Regions from separate parts of the Rattus norvegicus genome. Here region 2 is linked to region 1. A link is a contact called in public Hi-C data. All regions are on one chromosome and are shown on one strand. Each heading gives the region's core, a stretch centred on a gene start, on an enhancer-like site or on the middle of the called end of the contact. The rest is flanking DNA. Distances are from core to core; before and after follow the strand shown.

Region 1 (4,458 bases), core at 694-3,193:
GAATTAATGAGGAGAGCTGAATGCCTATAATCCTAGCAACTGCAAGGAGACAGTGACAGGAAGATCAAGGATTCCAAACCCGCCTGGGCTACACAAGTAGTGTTTCAAAAAGCAAACAAAATAACAAAAAACAAATAAGTTAGTGAGCATTTCTCCAAGCAAAAGCTAAGAAACTAAATTGGCTCAACATTTATCTCCCCCTACAGGAGAGATACAACAATCACAATTGTACAGGATCCCTTCGCCGCGTTTGACCCTCACAACCCCATAAACATGCTCAAACTTCGGCTGTTCCAACGACTCTCCCCAGACCAGCGAAAACTTGCCAACAAAACAGTCGCAATTTCCACAGGAAAAAGCCTAGTTATTTTAGTGCAGTTTAATTTTAAAAACAAATGGGAGAGTTTTACTCAGCATTTCCATTCTAACATTTTTTTTTCTTTTTGAAAGACTTTACTAAATAAATAAGCTCAGTCCGGCTTCGAACGCCTAATCCTCTACATCAATAGGCATGCGCCACCAAATACAAGCCAGTATTAATTTTATTTTCTGAACTGCAGTTGTTGCAACCCAAATAAAGCCCCAAGGGCTGTATTGCATTGGTCAGCATTCGAGCGCAATGGCACAGCCCAATTTCTAACGCGCAGGCAGGCTACCGTGGGACCAGCTGTGCAATCCAGACTCCCAGTCAACTGTCCTATCTCAGGCATTCTGAAACACAACCGAAAAACACCTAATACCAGCTGCCTTCAGAGCCACATCTACCTGGCAGCTTTTTGAGACTTTCGTTTCACCAACTTTACCTCAGGAGCGAGCCCGATCGCGCTTCCACTTACTCACACGCAGGCTCGTCCCGACTCGCTTCCACTCTGTGGCAAGTTCGCGGAAACTTTTCCACAGTATTCACCGCGTCCAGGACGCCGACACGTGAAGGCACGAGCCCAACACGGCCGCGCTGCCCAGTCACCCACGCCGTGCCCCTACCCGTCAAGGAGAACCTGAGGTCCCACCTCTTCCTGTCGCTCCCTCTCCCACATGTCCATTTATGTAAATCGGCACAGTGAATGACACCTAGGAACCAAACACCTCCCGCGGATCGCACTCACCGGCCTCCGGGGAGTCCTGAGCGGGCGGCGGCACGCCGGTGCCCACCGGGGACAGGTGCTGAGGCAGCTTCTTGGTCCACGGGTTCCCCTTTGGCAGCGGCGGCGGCTTGTCCTCGAGGCCGGCTGCCGCTGGGTCCTCACGGACGTCCTCCGGTGGGTCCCGAGGTGCTGGCGGCGGCGGCGGTGGCGGCGGCGGTGGTGGTGGCGGCGGCGGCGGCGGGGCCTCCCCGCCGAAGGGACCCCCGGGCGCACGCGCCTTGTGCGCCAGGTGCAGCGCCAGCGGCCTCACGGGCACGGCCGCTTGCGGCACGCTGTGTCCCAGCACGAGCGCCGGCGACGGCTCTCCCCGCGCCCCCGCGCTGGTGGCGGCCGCGGCCCGCTCCTCCCTCGCCTCTTTGCCCTCCCGCTCGCCGGGCGCCGGCTGCTCCGCCCGCCGGCTCGCCGCTGCCAACAGCGCGTCCCGGTCTCCGGCCACGGCGGGCGGGTCCTCCCGGGGGGCAGCGGCGGGCACCGGGGCGCGAGCGGACATGGCCGGCCCCTGGCCCCAGCCTCCTGCCCAGCCTGGGGCCGTCCGGGTCCAGGGAGCCCGGCCGCCCCTCTCTCCACACGGGGGCACCGACCCGCTTCGGTCCTGGGACGCGGAACCTGCCCGCCGAGGCGTGCAGCGCCCGGCGTGCCCGTCCTCCCCGCCCGCCGAGCGGAGCGCTAACCGCCCGCCGCCCGGCCTCGTCGCAGCGCACGGCTGGAGCTCGCCACACGCGCCGGGCGCGCCCGAGCCGCGAGCCCTCAGCGGGCGCGGGCGACGACGCGGCGCTCCAGCCAGTCTGAAGGATCTCTGGCGAGCCGCGGAGGCGCGCGCGGCCTTAGCCGGTAACTGCCCCAGAGGGCGGGGCGTGCAGAGGGCGAGGCAGTCGGGGGCGGGGCGTGCAGAGGGCGAGGAAGGCAACTGGGCGGGGCGTGCGGAGGGCGAGGAGGGCCAATGGGCGGGGTGGTCAAATAGGCGGGGCGTTTATAGGCCGAGGCGGGCCGATGGGCTGGGCGTGCGGAGGCGGAGGCGTCCAAGAGGCGGGGCGCGCAGAGGGCGAGGCGGGCCAATGGGCGGGGCGTGATAAAGGCAAGACAGCCAAGAGAATCAGCGTTCGGTAGGCGAGGTGCCCAAGGACCAGGGCGAGGGCCAGTCAGGGTGAGGGGCGGGGCGGGTAGAGGACGAGGCAGGGTAGGGGGCGGGCACCCTGGAGAGTGACATGCCTACTCACTGGCATCCCTAAACGCTGCGGGCGACCGCGGCCTGAGGAGTCTTCGCGAGTGCGGCGGGCGTGGTTTGATGAGGGCCCCGCCCTAGCGGCCAGCGAGGTTGAACCTGCACTCTTGGGGAGCACCCGACATCTGTGACCCAGGGACAAGGAGGACTCTCCTCCGGAACCGGGAGGATTAGAAAGCCCATATTGCGCTTCAGGTTCTTCAGGAGGGTGGGTCCTTAGGACCCGGGAAAAGTTTTCCGCTAACGCTGTGGACTCCGTAGGCACTCCTGATCCGCAGCCAAGTTCAGGTGAAGACTCAGCCGCGACATTAAGTGACATTAAGTGACAAGTGCACTTACTTGTCCGTCCTGATTCTAACCCACAGACAACGAAATGCTTGAGTTCTCTTGAGTAAAGCAAACACTTAACATTTCGCCACCTTTTTCATTTTTCACTTTTTCAATGACTTTTGATGTTTTCAAACTAGATGTTCGGTAGCACAAGTTGACCTCGATCTCGAGGTTGGCCGTGAGCTTTCTTTTCCCCTTGCTTTTGAGACAGCGTACTACTATAGTCCAGGCTGCCCTGGAAGCCATCGACTTAGACCAGTCTGGTTCTGAACTCAAAGGAATGCACCTGCCTCAGCCTTTTAAATGTTGGGATGACTACAGGCGTGAGTACTAGGCACCAGGCAGTCTTGAACTTTTTTTAAAGAATTCTTTTAGAGTTCCTAGGGCTGGTATTAAAGCTTAAGGACCACACCCAGTAGGCTTTGTACATTCAGTCTCTCCGTCTAGATGTCTTTTTTTAGATCTGCCTGCCTCTGCCTCCCAAATGCTGTGATTAAAGAAGTGCACTGCCTCACCCAGCATGAATTATTCTATTTTTAATTACAGGAATGTGAGTACGTGTGTGCATTTGTGTGTACAATTGTGCAGGTGCCCCAGATTACCGGAGGAATTGGATCACCCTTAGCTGGAGATACAGGCTGTTGTGAGCTGCCCAGCACCGTACTGGGGAGACCAAGTGGCAAGCGCTCTTAATCTTAAAGCCATCTCTCCAGCCCCTTAGCTTTGAATAATTGACTGAGTGAAAAAAGGAATACAGAGGGAAGGGCATAACTGCTCCCAGATACGGTGGAGTCTAGAGTTGACAGGACCAGATTGAGACTGAGCTGGGGCATGCAGGGAGTAGGGGAGCGGGTGGAAGAGGGGAGAAAAAGGGACAAACTGCAGAAGCCCGAAGGCCAAACGTACAAAAGGGACCTGCAACCAAATTGGTTGCATTATATAGGGAAGAGCAACCCAGTTGCCTGGGCTGGGAAGTTCAGTGTAGGAGGTGGAGGGTTAGGGCAGCCAGGAGGGCCCTACTGGTACGGACTGAGGGTTGCAGGAAGAACACAGCTGCCAGGTCCCCTTTGATATGTTAAATAAGCACCTCAGCCAATTGCTGCAGGGTTTGAGATTTAACCCTGACCCTGACTCCACCTCCCTTCGGATTAGAGGAGGTGAGCATCACTCCCAGTTTGTTAACCAGTCTTAATTTGTGGAAATAGCACTTGATTACAGCTTAACCATGTTCCCAATATTTCTCCCCAGCGATGGGTATTAACACAGTACAATTTGGTAAGCCTAGCAAGCTCTTTCTTTTTTAGCACTGAAATTTGATCTGAGGTGATATTGGCCAAACATGCTTCAGGTTTGATGAAGTTGCATTGTTCAAGGTCATCATTGAGAACTATTCCTACTGGTGAGAAGGTTTTCTCCACCTCAGACCACCGCTGACCATGTTCAATAGTGTTCTCACGACCTCATGTATAACGTCAGCTGTACACAGTGAGTCTTTGCTGGTTTTCTACACAGAAATCTCCAGGTTACCCGGCCCTACGCTAGGCGATGAGAGCTATACTTACATCAGAATTGCCCAATGCCAATGCCAACTTCTTGTTTGGTTGGTTGGTTGGTTGGTTGGTTGGTTGCTTTGGTTTGGTTTTGTGAGACGGGGTTTGTTTGTGTAGCCCTGGCTGTCTTGTAACTAGCTCTATAGATAAAGCTGCCCTCTGACAGAGCTCTCCCTGCCTCTGCCACCTCATGCTGGGATCAAAGGAGTAT
Region 2 (4,458 bases), core at 859-3,358, 39 kb before region 1:
AGAAAAATAAAACCTTTTAGGTTTAAAGTTAGCAAGCTCTCCATGGCTAAGCTTCAATGTGTGTGCCCACTGTGTGCCTGGCACCCACACGTCAAATCCTCTGCCATCCTCATCTCCTGTGGTGCTGTTTTCATGTTAAATCTGCTCTAATGCTAAGCTGTCCTTGTGCTCATGTAAAACAGCTATAGTTGATTCTACATGCCCAAGCTCTGGCTCTAAAGATCCTTCTGGCAGTGTCTAACATCTAGCCTAGCCTAAATCGGAGCACGGAGCACACCAACACTTCTGCTTTGCTGTCACATGCCACTCTCTGATCCCACTTTACTTTTGAGCTCCATATGCCTAGAAAAAAGTAATCCCTTTCTTTCAGAATTCTTAGCCATGTAGATTTATAATCAGTTAGTTGACAATGTGTGCCAGGCATTGCCCTAGGAAAACTGTGTGTGAATACTTTATAAAATGCAAAATGTTGGGGTTGGGGATTTAGCTCAGTGGTAGAGCGCTTGCCTAGCAAAAGCAAGGCCCTGGGTTCAGTCCCCAGCTCCGAAAAAAAGAAAAAGAAAAAAAAAATGCAAAATGTTGTATAATATGTTTGTGTATTTGTGCATGTCTTGGTCAGCAATTGTTCTCTACTTCATTATTACTAGTTCTTGAATTCAAAGATTCTTCAGTTGCTCCTCTTTATTTTTTTATGTGTATGGGTGTTTTTCCTGCCTTTATATGTTTGCACTACATATGGGCAGTGCCTATAGAGGTCTGAAGAGGGCATCGTATCCCATGGAACTGATTGTGAGCCACTGTGTGGGTGAATTCAGGGTCTCTGGAAGTGTACCCGGTGCTTTACTGTCGAGCCACTGCTCCAGCCCCTGCTCTTGATTTTTTCCAGTCTCATTAAACCTGGAGGTTAGGTTCTGATTATACTGATCCTCCAATTTCCATCTCTCCAAAACAAGGGTTACAGGTACACAACACCATGTCTAACTCTTTACATGGTGCTGAAGATCCAAATTTAAGTTCTAATGATCATGAGGCAAGCCACTGAGCCATCTCCCTAGCCTAGGTCCTCTTCCAGGGAACCTAAGTTTGACACCCAGCACCCACTTAGCTCAAACCAACCAGTTCCAGGGTTACAATAACCTTTTCTGGCCTCTACAGACACTGCAAACATGTGGCATGCACACACATAAAGGCAGGCAGGCAATGAACCCATACACATAATAAACAAAGAAATAATAATACTGAATATATTTTTAAATATATATATGTATATTTTTAAATATATATATATATATATATATATATATATATATATAGTGTATATAGGGGAGGGGCTAAACGATCCAACACCAAAGTATTAATAATGTTAAATTAAACTCTTGGACTAAAACCTTTCAATTTGTAAGGAATGATAAATTTTGTGTTGAGCTAAAAGGAAGGCTCGGCAGCTAAAGTCACTTGTCTCCAAGTCTGATGATTTGAGTTCAATCCTCAGGACCCATACAGTAGCGAATTGACTTCCTTCCTCAGATTATTTTCTGATCTCCATACCCATGCACCTCCCCTCATATAAATATTTTTAAAAGATTATTATTTGAAAATAACCTAACCATATGCTTATGCTCCATAATGTATATATAAAGTTCACTTAACAATGAATAAAATTAGGTCAGAAACTTTGAGTTTCTAGATAGCACAAAGTACATGTGATTATTATAGTGATGATACCCAAGAACCAGCACCAGCCAGTGTTCTAGCAAAGAAGACAGAAGACTCTACTCTCACCACAATCCTAGAAAGCTTTCAAATGGAAAGCACAAAACCAAGAATGGACAGTGGGCAGCAATCAAAGGGAAGCATTGGAAACCAACCGCAAAGCACCTTTCCCTTCCTTTATTTAAAAACATGAAACTTGTGTCCTCATGTAGTCAGAGCAGGGGTAGAAGGATAAAATATAATCTCATCCGTAAAAAAGGGAAACTGATTGTATCTCTAAGAGAAAAATAAAATACTTCTTGTTTTTGCAATGGCTGAGATCCAGAGTCAGCATGTCTGTTTTCTGCCAAGGTGTAGGACAGAAGTCCAGATCTGTGGAAACTTTCGTTCAGTCAAGAGTGTGGGCTGTACCTGACATTCATGAAAATGGCCTAAGGGTCAGAAGGCTGTATTCACAGCCACAAAACAGTCTACAATTTACTAATACCGGTAAGAACCACAAACCAATATCCACAAATAATACAGTCCCTCACAACTACCCAGGAAGGCTGTAAGAGATCAGAAATGACCTGATTTTTTTTTTCCCCAAGGGAGCTTAGCCTTTGGAATACACACTTTGGAGTGTGGTGCTTTTCTGACAGCATTTAAATATACTGTGTCTAACTGTGTCAGGGGTGGAATGTAGTTCACTGGTAGAGCACTTGCCTAGTATACTTGAAGCCCTGACTTGTATCTTTAATACTAGAATAAAGAAATAAAAAGATCTATTTTCTTTTTTCCTTCCTTTTGTTTTTTTCAAAACAAGGTTTCCTGTAGCCTTGGCTGTCCTTGAACACACAAGAGAACTGCCTGTTTGGCTGGGATTAAGGGTTTTGCCCTGCTTATTAAGAAAGGTTTGTTAAATGCCAAGCAACCAGAGCTTACAGGGACTAAGCCACTACCTAAAGACTATACATGGACTGACCCTGGACTCTGACCTCATAGGTAGCAATGAATATCCTAGTAAGAGCACCAGTGGAAGGGGAAGCCCTGGGTCCTGCTAAGACTGAACCCCCAGTGAACTAGACTGTGGGGGGGAGGGCGGCAATGGGGGGAGGGTTGGGAGGGGAACATCCATAAGGAAGGGGAAGGGGATGTTTGCCCGGAAACCGGGAAAGGGAATAACACTCGAAATGTATATAAGAAATACTCAAGTTAATAAAAAAAAAAAAAGAAGAAAAGAAAGGTTTGTTAAATCAGAACTATTACCCTTGGACTTAGCTATACTTTAGAGCATGGAGGCCCTCAGAGGCCTGTGGGTCATCAGCTGTACTTCTGGCATCCTCCAGACACAGAACACCCTCCCACTTACAAAAAAAAAAGTGTTTGTTGACCTGGACAAATGCAGTCTTTGAAATCCCAGCTTCCTCTCTGTACCTCTAGTCTCCAGGACAGAACCTGGTTTATAATCCTTTAAAATTCTTCCCACAGTTCAGCCATGTATTTTTGATTACCTTTCCTTAGAGAGCTTACCTTCTGAGAATCCAAGCAGCACTTATTCTAAAAAATGGTAGATCTGACCCATCCTTTGCCCACTTTCCCCATTCTATAAAAATAAGCACCCTATAGAACCCCTGCACCCATCACAGGACAAATTACTCACATCCACATAAGCCCACAATTTTACTTGCTTCCCAACTTTTACTTGTATTAAATAGTTATTCAGCTAAAGTAACATCATTTTATAGTAAGTTGTGTATCGGTCAACAATCAAAAATGTAAAGTAGTTTCCTCTGGCCCAATAATCAAAAATGTAAAGTAGTTTCCTCTGGCCCATTTACAATTCACTCTAACATGCTGAAGCCTGTAATGTGCCTTAAGAGCCTTATGAATAATCACATTATGTCAACGTTTGGAAAATCTTAAAACATTACAAAAATAGAAATATTCAAATTTAAACTAGTCACTTAGGGAAAGGAAAAATAGTAATAAATGAAAAAACCAAGTCAAAGCATTCTTAAGTTATGTTAAAAATAAAGGATAAAAATCTTGGATCTGTAGAGCTGGCTCAGTGACTAAGAGTACTGGCTGCTATTTCAGAGGACCTGTTCAATGCCCAGCACCCACATGGCAGCTCACAACTGTCTGTAACTCACACCCTCACACAGATATACATGTAAGAAAACCACTATATGAAATAAAAATAATTAATTTTTAAAAAGATAAATCTTTAAAAAAGAAAGATAATTTACTTTTCGTAAATTAACTCAAGTTTCTCTTGAAGGCCACAATTTCAATTTTTAAAACCGTTCAAAGTCTATGTATATGACAAACAGAAAATTTATGAATTATATATTATAACCAAGGCACACATTCATTGGGTGTGTACACTGACATCCAAATGTCACTGGGGATGGGCGATGATTCACAATCACCCTCTTTCAGAACCCATGGCTCTGAGTCCAGGTCAGGTAAGCTGGTAGACAAACCTCTGATAGCATCTGGAGGGTATGTTTCAGTATTTTCTTTGGGGTCAGAGGAATTTCAATTCTTGGAGTGTTTGGGGTAGAATCTTAAAATTTTAAATCAATTCTGCAATTAAAATTGGTCCTTCCTACCCATTAACTGTATTTCATCTTGCCTTAATATGAATTTTCCTGCACAAAAACATGATAATCAATTTCAAAACTTTTCCATGGTCTTCAAGTATGAATGGCTTGCAAGATTTACTCTTTTAAATATTCAAAAGGAAAGCCATTGAGTGAA

What was found. Hi-C and Micro-C count contacts between places; a contact is called where the count stands out from the background.
Region 2: a Hi-C map of liver shows a contact between it and region 1, with 4 times the contacts expected there. The contact joins the enhancer-like site here to the promoter of Larp1b in region 1. A contact is called at or near these places in 4 of 12 Hi-C or Micro-C datasets (hepatocytes, kidney and liver).

What each region holds. Positions count from the first base shown.
Region 1 is chr2:125,861,482-125,865,939 of GRCr8, reverse strand. Larp1b (La ribonucleoprotein 1B) reads right to left here and starts at 1,943. Exons shown (of 10, transcript NM_001415051.1): 1 at 1,107-1,943. The coding sequence starts at 1,635.
Region 2 is chr2:125,900,796-125,905,253 of GRCr8, reverse strand. It overlaps a transcript of Larp1bl not described here. Among named protein-coding and RNA genes, the nearest start is that of Larp1bl, 33 kb to the left of the region's middle. Within about 2 kb of position 2,108, at least 1 of the 93 cell types and tissues checked has an H3K27ac peak or open chromatin away from gene starts, as enhancers often do. A contact at or near this core is called in liver, where this site is marked.